2 separate regions of the Mus musculus genome follow, and region 2 is linked to region 1. Evidence: chromatin contacts called from public HiChIP or PLAC-seq data. All regions are on one chromosome and are shown on one strand. Each heading gives the region's core, a stretch centred on a gene start, on an enhancer-like site or on the middle of the called end of the contact. The rest is flanking DNA. Distances are from core to core; before and after follow the strand shown.

Evidence for each region. HiChIP or PLAC-seq counts read pairs in DNA pulled down with a chosen protein or histone mark.
Region 2: an H3K27ac HiChIP or PLAC-seq map of large pre-B cells shows a contact between it and region 1, with 2.6 times the contacts expected there. The contact joins two enhancer-like sites. A contact is called at or near these places in 4 of 39 promoter capture datasets (the C10 cell line, hippocampal neurons and pre-B cells) and 4 of 115 datasets of contacts at active chromatin or transcription factors (embryonic stem cells, large pre-B cells and thymic regulatory T cells).

What each region holds. Positions count from the first base shown.
Region 1 is chr13:92,733,421-92,738,570 of GRCm38.p6, forward strand. No RefSeq gene overlaps it. Among named protein-coding and RNA genes, the nearest start is that of Gm41018, 29 kb to the left of the region's middle. Within about 2 kb of position 3,656, at least 58 of the 459 cell types and tissues checked have an H3K27ac peak or open chromatin away from gene starts, as enhancers often do.
Region 2 is chr13:93,177,454-93,182,670 of GRCm38.p6, forward strand. All of the region lies in intron 4 of Tent2 (terminal nucleotidyltransferase 2), which reads right to left. Among named protein-coding and RNA genes, the nearest start is that of Tent2, 12 kb to the right of the region's middle. Within about 2 kb of position 3,083, at least 9 of the 459 cell types and tissues checked have an H3K27ac peak or open chromatin away from gene starts, as enhancers often do.

The sequences.
Region 1 (5,150 bases), core at 2,406-4,905:
GGACCAGTGACATCTGCATGATCGGGAAGCATGTGGGGCATGCAGAAGCTCTGCCTCCCTGTCTCTAGTCAGAATATGCATTCAGGGCAACCTGGCTGAGAGCCAGGGGGCGCCATAGAGCAAGGAGCGGCACCCATACTAGCAGACGTTCAGCCCCAGTCAAAAGCCGCTGGATCTGATGTTGGACTCTCTGCTTCAGAGACGAGGCTGGCCCACAGCAGGAGCCTGCAGGGGGCTTCCCTTCAATGGGGTGGGAGAGCAGAAATGGCAAGGACCCTCACAGCTGCTGGCAGAGAGCACCGATTTATGGGTCACTTTCGCTATTTCGAGCAAAAGAGGCCGAGCAAGAGTTTAAACCAGGGCAGCCTCCTCTAGGTATGTGGGGGCTTCATGAGTAAATCCCAGGAACTCGGTAGCAAGCAGAGGTCTCATTTCCATTTTCCAGATGGTTGAGGGATAGATAGGGCTGGGATGTTGCCAGCTGGCTGAACAAACTCGGGACCCTCTCTTTGCTCTATTGGTGCCAGCTGGTTCTTGGGCCAGAGATGCAAGCTGTGCCCAGGCACACGTCATTCCAGGTCCCCGGAGACATGCCAGGCACCGGCTGTTGGTCTTTCTCACCAGAGCCAAGGCCCAGCCGTGGGTCTTCTCTCATAGGCACCGATGACCACGACTCTTTCTCTCTTCTCCATCTTAATGACCGGTATCACTTCTCAGACCACACACCGCACCTCACATAATGCCGCAGATAGATGTTGGCTACAGAATGGCTCAGGCAGGAATAAAGAGGCTGCCGTGTTCAAGGAGCTCAGAGAGCTGATGTACTGGGACTCTCTGTAGGGGACCAGATAAAATGTCTAATGAATGCACAGAGCTGCCAAATACAGATCCAGATGATAGGCCGTTTGGAATTGCCACTTTGAAGCGGGCACCAGCAGGAGAAAGTGCGCCTGAGTTAGAGCCAGGGTCCTAGGCTGGGGTCCTCCACTGCGGCATTTCTCCAGAGTAAGGTTCACGACCCGCACTTCAGTGTGCTGGTCACGTGTCAGCCTTGGGGTGCTACCTTCAGAGGCCTGCCCCAGCTTGTACATGGTGTGGTTGGTGAGCATGTGTCTCTAGGCTTTCCAATATGATTGTTATAGTCACAGGTGTAACTACTGGCATTAATGATCAAATTGGATCTGGGCGAGCAGGCAGACAATGGGCTTTCCCTTGTATAGACAAGCAGAGAACCACTCACTCACTTACTCACTCACTCACTCACTCACATTCAAAATGGGGTAAAATCCAGTCCAAAAGTGTGGCCAAATTGATCACAGCACCCATTACTTTCATAGCTACAACCAGAGTGATTGGAGAAGAAGGCGGTGCCCTTTTCTTGTGGAACTCAAGGGACTTCTGCCCAGCCATTCTGGGACAGACACTTTGCCTGGCCCAGGTGAGCTCTGTTCTGGGGACTGATCGCCTTGTGGGCCCTACCAGGATGATACTGAACCTTCTGTATCTGTAACCTGGTGAAGGTTCTCCTTAGCTCTTGTCTTCTTGGAGGAAAGAATTCTGCCAAGCGACAGTATAAGCAGAAGTCTGTTTAGCAAAGCAAAGGAAAGTATCCTCGAGAGAGGCTGAAGGACCCAAAGGATCTTAGCAGCCCACTTTGTGGATTTTAAAGAAATTTCTATGAATATTTATGAGATGGGTGTCAAGGTGGTCCCTTTTTGCTTTCCAAATGGGTTGGACCAGATCTATCTTTTAAGTCCATGATCCTCTTAAAAAGCCCCTGCCTGAGGTGAGAGCTAAAACCATAATGCTAATTATATTATGTAATTAGCTTGTCTTTTGAGAATGCAGACCCTTGGTTAGTATGCATGCAGTTATGGAGATGCCCTGGTTTTAGTTTCTGATACCACAGAAAGAACCTGGATGTTTAACCATCATAGGGGCACCACGATCCCCAGAGACCTCTTCCCTCATCCCCGAGTCTACCTCCCCGCCTGACTGGAAGCAGATGCTGAAACTCAGCTGTAACTTCTATCTTGTCTGTCCTTGTGGGCCCTGCTCACACTGAATGGCTCTCCCAGGTTTTACTGTCCACGGTTGCTTGTTATTTCTTGAATGCTTATGTTTTATCTTCTATAGTTTCTGTTGAATGCATTATTTTTGGCTACCATCATTCTCCAAAATTGTTACCTGACTTACTCTCTTAGATGCCGCCTCCTGCTTTTGTGATACAGGTGTACACTTGACATTTTTCAGAGCGTATTACATTATAGTTCTGTGTGTGTGTGTGTGTATGTGTGTGTCTGTGTGTGTGGGTGCTTGTGTGTGTCTCTCTGTGTGTGTATGTGTGTGTGTGTTTGTGTGTGTGTCTGTGTTTCTATCCATCTCTTTGTCTCCTCTGAGCTGCTTTTACTCTGATTGGTCTTTTAGGGAGATGTATGAAAAGAGCCTAGCAAGTCCCCAGAGACTCTCAGTCTGTCACTTCATAATTGACTGCCACTACTGTGTGTGTGTTCTTTGTCCTATCTGTCCACCTCCTAAGTTTATGTTAGTTCTTTTGGCTAAGCTGATTGGTGAATGTGTTTAATTCTACGTGCCCTGTTATTTTGCTGGCCTTTTAGTCCCTTTGCTCCTTCTAGCTTTTTCTTCTCTTTCTTCTCTCTCTGAGATAAGTTTGCTATACATTTTTTGGGGGTGTGGCTTTTATTTTCATTTTCTCTAAATAATTTATTTTATTTCATCTTATTTAAATAATTTCTTAAAACAAATCCCAACACCGAATTATCAGGTCAAAAGCGGGTTGGCATTTTCAATGCTGTACTGGGCTGGCAATTCCTTAATGACGTCATCGGGGGGAACAAATGAAGATGGCTGCCCAGCACTTGGCTTTGGAGTCTTGTCTCCATAGTTGTTTTAATTCCTTGTCGCTGAAAAACTCCCAGACATAAAAAAAGACCCTTAAAATCCCTTTGTGCAAAGGCAAAACCATCCTGTGTTAGCTGGGGTCCTTAGCTGAGATGGTTGACTTCCTGAGGTTGTATACAAAGTGTTGTGAGCATAAGCACGTTAGCCAGGAGAGGGGCCGTGGCTTTCATTACAGTCTTAGAAAGATTTGATCTAAAAAGAGTAAGTGGTCTGATAGACCATCCTACCTCTAACTAGAGAAGAGGGGTAGCAATAGTAAGACTGTGGTGGAAGACAGCCTCGCTCTGAAATCTCACTGCCTGCCCCACTTCTTCTCTCCCTGTGTGAGTCAGGGAAGGTCATTAATCCTCTGAGCTGCCTGTCAAGTGGGGATGGGCACATGAGTCGCTGTTTCAGAGTTCTCTCACTAACTAAAGGAATCACACAGGTCTGGCACTTTAATAGTCCCTGGCACTTATCAAGTGTTTAGCGAAACAATGCCCACTGTTAGAAATGTCTAAGACGTCCTACTTCAGGTAGAAGAGAGCTCCCTGTCACTTGAGGTGTCTGTAAAGCAGGTGACAACTGTTGGGAAGGCTCTGGGGCATGCGGTGGGGGGTTGTGAGTGGTGAGGGGGGAGTGGATCTCTGAGCTGGGAAGGGATTGGTTTTGGCAAGCTGAGCGTGCCTGTGAATTGTATCTGCCCTCTGGGCAGGTGGCACATGGTGAGCCTCGCAGACCTCAGTCAGCCAGCAGGCGTGACAGCTGTGCTCGATGAGATGGAAACGCACTTCTGTGTAAGAAGGCTGTTTGCAGAGCCTGTTCCTGGCAGCTTTCCTCAGTGTGCAGAAAAATAGGGTGGAACACCCAAGTATGGCCTCATCAGGGCGAGTAGGGGTGGGCAGATCATCTTTGCCACCATCCACTCATGTAGGGTGTGCAGAGCAGACACTGGCTGCCTGCTGTCCCTTGCTTCACTGGGACAGTACAGGAGAAGGAGGAAAAAGACAAGGCATTGGTCGCAGGCCAGGGCTATGTGTGAGGGGAGTGGGTTAAGCAAGGAAATGAATGACCCAGTATTGATATCACTTCCTTACTCCACAGTTAGCATTTACTTATCGAACGGCTATACCATCTTGATGGTTAAGTTTTAAGTATCAATTTATGAGGGATTGCTTAAATCAAAGTGGCCTGTGAGCATGCCTGTGGGGGGCTGATTTGACTACCAATGTTAACTATTTAGACACAGCCCACTGTGGGCAGTACAATCCCCTAGGCAGAGGGGGTCCTAGACTGTAGAGAAAGAGACTGAGCAAGTGTGCCTTTATTCTTTCTCTGCTCTTGCCTGTGGAAGAGACTGTGTGCATTGTTTTTTTGTTTGTTTGTTTGTTTTGTTTTGAAACAGGCCATTGCCTGGAACTCAGTCTTTCTGCCTCAAGCTCTTGTGTCCTGGAGCTGTGGGCATACATCACTACACTTGGCTGATGGGCTGCTTTTGTTGGGACAGTAAGGCCTGTGTTAAAGATAAGGATGTCTTTGTTTCAGAGAGATGCTGAAAAGTGTGTGTGTGTGTGTGTGTGTGTGTGTGTGAGAGAGAGAGAGAGAGAGAGAGAGAGAGAGAACTCAAATTTGAGATTCCACAAGTCTGGCTTAAGTAAAATCTGGGTGAGTAATTCACTTGTGACTAGCTCCCTCAGAAGCAGACCTTGAGATAAGGATTTGCCTGAAACTCCTTTAGGCGCAGTTGCTAGAGTACCTGCCTGGTATGCACTCAGGCCCTAGGTTTGAACCCCAGTGCTGCAGGAATCAGATAGAGTTGCTTTGTGTATCCCATCTTCAGTTCCTTGTGAGTTCAAGACCAGCTTGGGACTCATGGACTCCTGTCTCAAAATACGGTGAAGGTAACTTCATTACTTAGGATATAGAGGAACCTTACGTAGAGGATGAGGAGGAAGGAATTCTCCTGAGGGCGACTGGAGGTTAACCATGCTGAAGGCACGTAGAACACTTTCCACAAAGTTCCCCCCCACAAACCAGCTCTCTTTAGTTCTGTGGGGGACCATCCAAGGGCTTGTGCTTCTCTGGTACTTGAGCATACTACCTGCACTGGCTATTTTTATGTGACCTTGACACAAGTTAGAGTCATCAAAATTTAGGGAGCCTTAATTGAGGAAGTGCCTTCATAAGATCCAGTTGTCAGGCATCTCCTTAATTAGTGGTCTAAGGGGGAGGGTCCAGTCCATTATGGG
Region 2 (5,217 bases), core at 1,833-4,332, 440 kb after region 1:
TCAATTCTCAATCTCTTTTGTTCTTCAGCTTCTCCTTCTTTGGCCTCCCCATAGTCTATTTATAACCAGCCAAAAGTCTCATTTAAGATTTGTTTTTAATATCATATTCAGAGAGCTGCTGACAACTTGACCATGAAACTGCCATGATTTTTTTTTTTTTAAATCTGTAAATACTTGCCCCACAAAAAGAGACAGAACAACCAGGAGAATAAAGTAGATTAAACTAAACCAAAACCAAACACTGGCAACAAATACACATAAACCACTGAGTATCCTCCATGAACCCTTTCTGACCTGTAAAGGTCAAACTCTAACACCAGATTGCCACAGTATCAAAACAGTGAATAGGAGAAAGGGAAACAGAGCTAGGACAGCCCTTGAATCCAATACTCAGAGATCAAATGGTCTCTAGCTACTACTGCTTTTTGCTTCTTTCCCTCCAAACTGAAGGTTCACTGTTGATGTAGAATACAATTGATGTAGTATACAATTCTAGTAGAAACCTTCTCAAGCTATAATTTAAAAGCAAATGCAAGCAGTCCTTTGAAAGTTCAAAGACTTTAAAGGAAAGTCCCTTGTATAACAAGCAAAAAATTGTCAGGCACTGAAATCTAAACAGAGCAAAGCCATGAGAAACAGAGGAAAGGTCTAGAATGATTCTGACTACTGAAGGTATTTGATAATGTTTGGAAACTATTTTGGTTACCATAACCGGGGCAGAGTTATGTAACTAGCCTCAAAAGACAAGGGATACAACTAACCATCCTACAGGACATAAGGTTACCTGTCCCCTGGGAATATCTGGTCTAAAGCATCAGTGATAGAAAAGTCAAAGTTCCTGCTCTAGACAAAGAAGTGAAACAGAGACAGAGCCTGGAGCTGTGAGGCCGACCTGCCCAACTTTCTCCATCTCAAAGCAGCACAGAAGTAGCCATCTTAATCAAACACACACACACACACACACACACACATTGATTGAGAGAGATAGAGAGAGAGAGAGAGAGAGAGAGAGAAAGGGGGTGCGGAAAGAGAAGAGAGAGAACTAAAATCTCAGGAAGAAAAGGAATAAAATTGAAAAGAATTAAAAAAAAAAAAGAGGTTTGAAAATAATACCTGAAAAAGAGTGAAATAATTTCCATAATGTTTTTCTAAGAAAAGAATGAGCAGAGAAACATTGCTACGATAAAGCACATTTCCATGGAGACATGAGGACATTTTAACATATTTTTAAAGGCCTTTTCTCATTTTAACTCATTGGGAAGATAACAATTTAAATCATACATATGAACACTAAAAATTTTATTTTAGAAAAAATTTATGACAGCAGCAAAGTACATGAAATTATTGATAAATCTATTTTTCAAAAGTTATGTAGAACATATAGACTGGAATTCACAAATACTGACATGAGAGACATCTAAATATGTGAGAAGTAAGCCTGGTATGCTCAAGGGCTGTCCTCCCAGCACTTGGGAGCTAGAGGCAGAAGTGATATGAGTTTGAGGTCAGTAGGATCTACAGAGCGATTCCCTATCTCAAAACAAAAATAAAAATATAGCATACTAACAAACTACTGGTAAATATATCAATTCTCGAGAGGATATGTAGAGTCAATATAATAATTTTTTTAAAAGCAGAAGGCTTCTTTCTAGAAATTAGAAAATGTGTGTTTTGGAAAAGTGAAAGATCAAGAATAGTCGGAGGAGAAAAAAAAGAAGTAAATATATGTTCATGACTAACACATGACAACCAGAAGTTAACCCAAAACTAAAAAGAGGGAGAAGTATGGACTAAAGTAATTGGTCATAGGATATGATCAGTTGGCATATTATAATAATATAATATTGGAATGGTTAAAGCTGAGAGACTTACTAAGAGTACTGATTGCATCTTGGGTAGATAGTTTGCTATAACAAGAACATACAGGCACCCAAGTTTGTAATAAATTCAGTAAAAATGGCTAGTGTAAAAGTTTTAATATCACATAAAGATTAGATTTTATTTATCCTGAAGGCTGATAAATAGAACCCGCAGGCCAAATACAGCTTCCAGTCTGTAATATATGAACAAGTTAAATTATTTTCACATTTTATTAACTGGAGGGAAAAAAGCAAATAGCCCAAATAGCTTGACTGCTTAGAATATTTGTTATCTGGTCTTAAAAAAAAAAAAAAAAACCAACCAAGCAATGCTTGCTAACTGAAGTAGAGCAAGTAACCCCAGCCATCACAGTGGGTATAGAGTATCTGTTGCATAACACAATGAGGAAACTGCAACAACGCTGAAATGAAATTTACTGTGGTTATATGTGAGCCAAAATGGTGCATATTTGTAATCCCAGCACTCAGGAAGCGAAGGCTGGAGGGCTGTGAATTTGAAGCCACCCTGAGCCACAAAGCAAAGTCCTATCTATCCATAATCCTTGTGCACTATATCATATATCATTTCCCCTGCCATCTGTTACAACTTAATGCTGCAGTATCTCTTATCCAGATATATTAACAACCTAAGATGACAGTCCACCTTCAAGGCCACCTCATTCTAAACAACTCTGTTCTGCAAAAAATTATCATCCAAAAAATATAAATTCATAGTGTTATTTGATCTTTTCAAAAACTTTCAATGTCATTTGATTACACATTCAAGGACTCAAATCACTGCCTAATTAACTCACATTAAATATTGTATTCACTATACACTTTATAGGAGTAACATGTAATTGGTGATCACACTGCTAGCAACAATAGTCACTCAGTAAAATTATTAGTAATTACTGTCACAGATCATGTGATATTACAGCCGGGTCTCACAATGGGATCTCCCTATTTTTGACTCTAAGCACATTAAACTCCTCCTCTCTGCATCTCTAAAGACACGGGTCAAATCTTGGTCTTGACACTTAATAGGTAAGACTTCAAGCTAACTAGTTAACTTTCTGAACTTAATCAAATTTAGTACCATAGCTATATGCCACTAGGATGTTGAAAGAATAAATAGAACATGAGAACTATCAACAGTGCAGTGACACTGGTAAACAGCGGTCTCTTGGAAGAGTGAGCAGCATTTAAGCTAGGCATGATAGCACACACCTGTAATCTAAGCTTTCAGAAAGCAGAACCAGGAGGAGCATGAGTTCAAAGCCAGCTATGCTACACAGGGAGATCCTATCTCCAAAAATTGTCACTTACAAGAACAAACAGAAATGCTTTCCTTCTTTTTCTCACAAAAAGGCAAAAGTAAAGTTATCACTCAAAGAAATAGGTTCAACTACAAAATCTATCTTTACTTTTCTGGGGGAAACACCTTAATTCCAAAGATAGTACATTTGTGAGAAATTTTTCTATATGACTAAGCAAAACAGATATGGAATCTTATCTTATATGATTTATTAACAACTAAAATGAATTATACTTTATTAAATTTACAAATAATCAACATATTCCTAGGCTACATGTAAAAGTAAGTTCTTTGGTTTGCCCTATTAGCCTAATACAAACATAAATATATACAAAATGTATTCCAATATCTATGTATAATAAACCCATTTTTAAATGTCCTACTAGCATGCATACGTTTAAAATCCATATATAGTAACTACATTCAGAGAATTCACTGCATTTGCCTTATAACATAGGCTTTCACAATATGGATCAGGAGTTAAATTTATAAAGCAAAACAAAGAAAGAATGAAAGGATGAGGGAAAAGCAGCACAGCACCCCACGTTGGTATTTTCATTTTGCTTTCTCATCTTTCTCATTGTTTTTTGTTTACTTGTTCCTACTTCATAGTAAGGAAACTGGTGGCATAGAAGGGATAAAGTCTTGGGACAGATGAACCAACCATTGGAAAGCACAGATGGAGCCTACTTCCTACCATATATATAAATTAATTACAAATGGATCAAAGTCCTAAATATAAGGAATAAAAGTAAAAATTCTTAGAGCACATTCTAACACTCAAGAGAATTATGTGACTTCAAGGAAAGCCTGGTCTATTTATCAAGTTTCAGGCTAGCTAGAGCCACATAATAAGACACTGTTGGTAGATAGGTAGGTAGGTAGGTGGGTAGGTGGGTGGATGGTACATCGCGATCTTGTACCTCAATACGTGGGCATCAATATTCAAGATACTGTACTGAAAGATGGTTTCTGAGATTCAACACTAATAGCCAAAGAAATCAACCAAAGAAAAACTAATAAACTTAACTACCAAAAAATGAAGAATTTTTGTGCTTTAGAAGACATCAAAATAAATCTAAAAATACAATCACAGAAAGACAAAACATTTGCAAATCATCTATCTGGTAAGAGCTACTACTTAGAAATATAAAAATAATTCTTACAATTCAGTAATAAAAAGACAATCTACTAAAATCTGGACAAAGAATCTGAATGGACACCTCCTCCAAGGAACACACAAAAGTCCACCAAGTAAAAAATAAGATGCTAAGCCAAGCGGTGATGGCACACGCCTTTAATCCTAGCACATGGGAGGCATAGCCAGGTGGATTTCTGAGTTCAAGGCCAGCCTAGTCTACAAAGTGAGTTCCAGGACAGCCAGGGCTACACAGAGAAACCCTGTCTCAAAAAAACAAAAAAACAAAAAAACAATGCTTAGTATCACCATACATTAAGGAATGAAAACTGAAACCACTGTTATACCAGAAGGCTCCAATAAAGAGCCTCCAATAAGGCTCCAATATGAGGATAAACCTTGAGGGACTGGAGAGATGGCTCAGCAGTTAAGAGCACTGACTGCTCTTCCAGAGGTCCTGAGTTTAATTCCCAGCAACTACATGGTGGCTCACAACCATCTGTAATAGAATCTGATGCCCTCTTCTAGTGTACTCATATAAATATAGCAAATAAATCTTAAAAAGAAAAAAAGGGGAGGGGGCTGGTGAGATAGCTTGGTGAGTAAGAGAAGTGACTGCTCTCCCGAAGGTCCTGAGTTCAAATCCCAGCAACCACATGGTAGTTCACAACCACTTGTAATGAGATCTGATGCCCTCTTCTCATGTGTCTGAAGACAGCTAAATGTACTTATGACTAATAATAAATAAATCTTTAAAGGAAAAAAAGGCTAAACCTTGACAGTAATTTAGTGTTTGCCTAGCATGTTGAAAGCCCTGGATTCCATCTCTAATAATATAAGAAATTGAGAGACAGACACAAACAAATGTCACAGGGACATAAACAAATTTGAGTATCTGTATA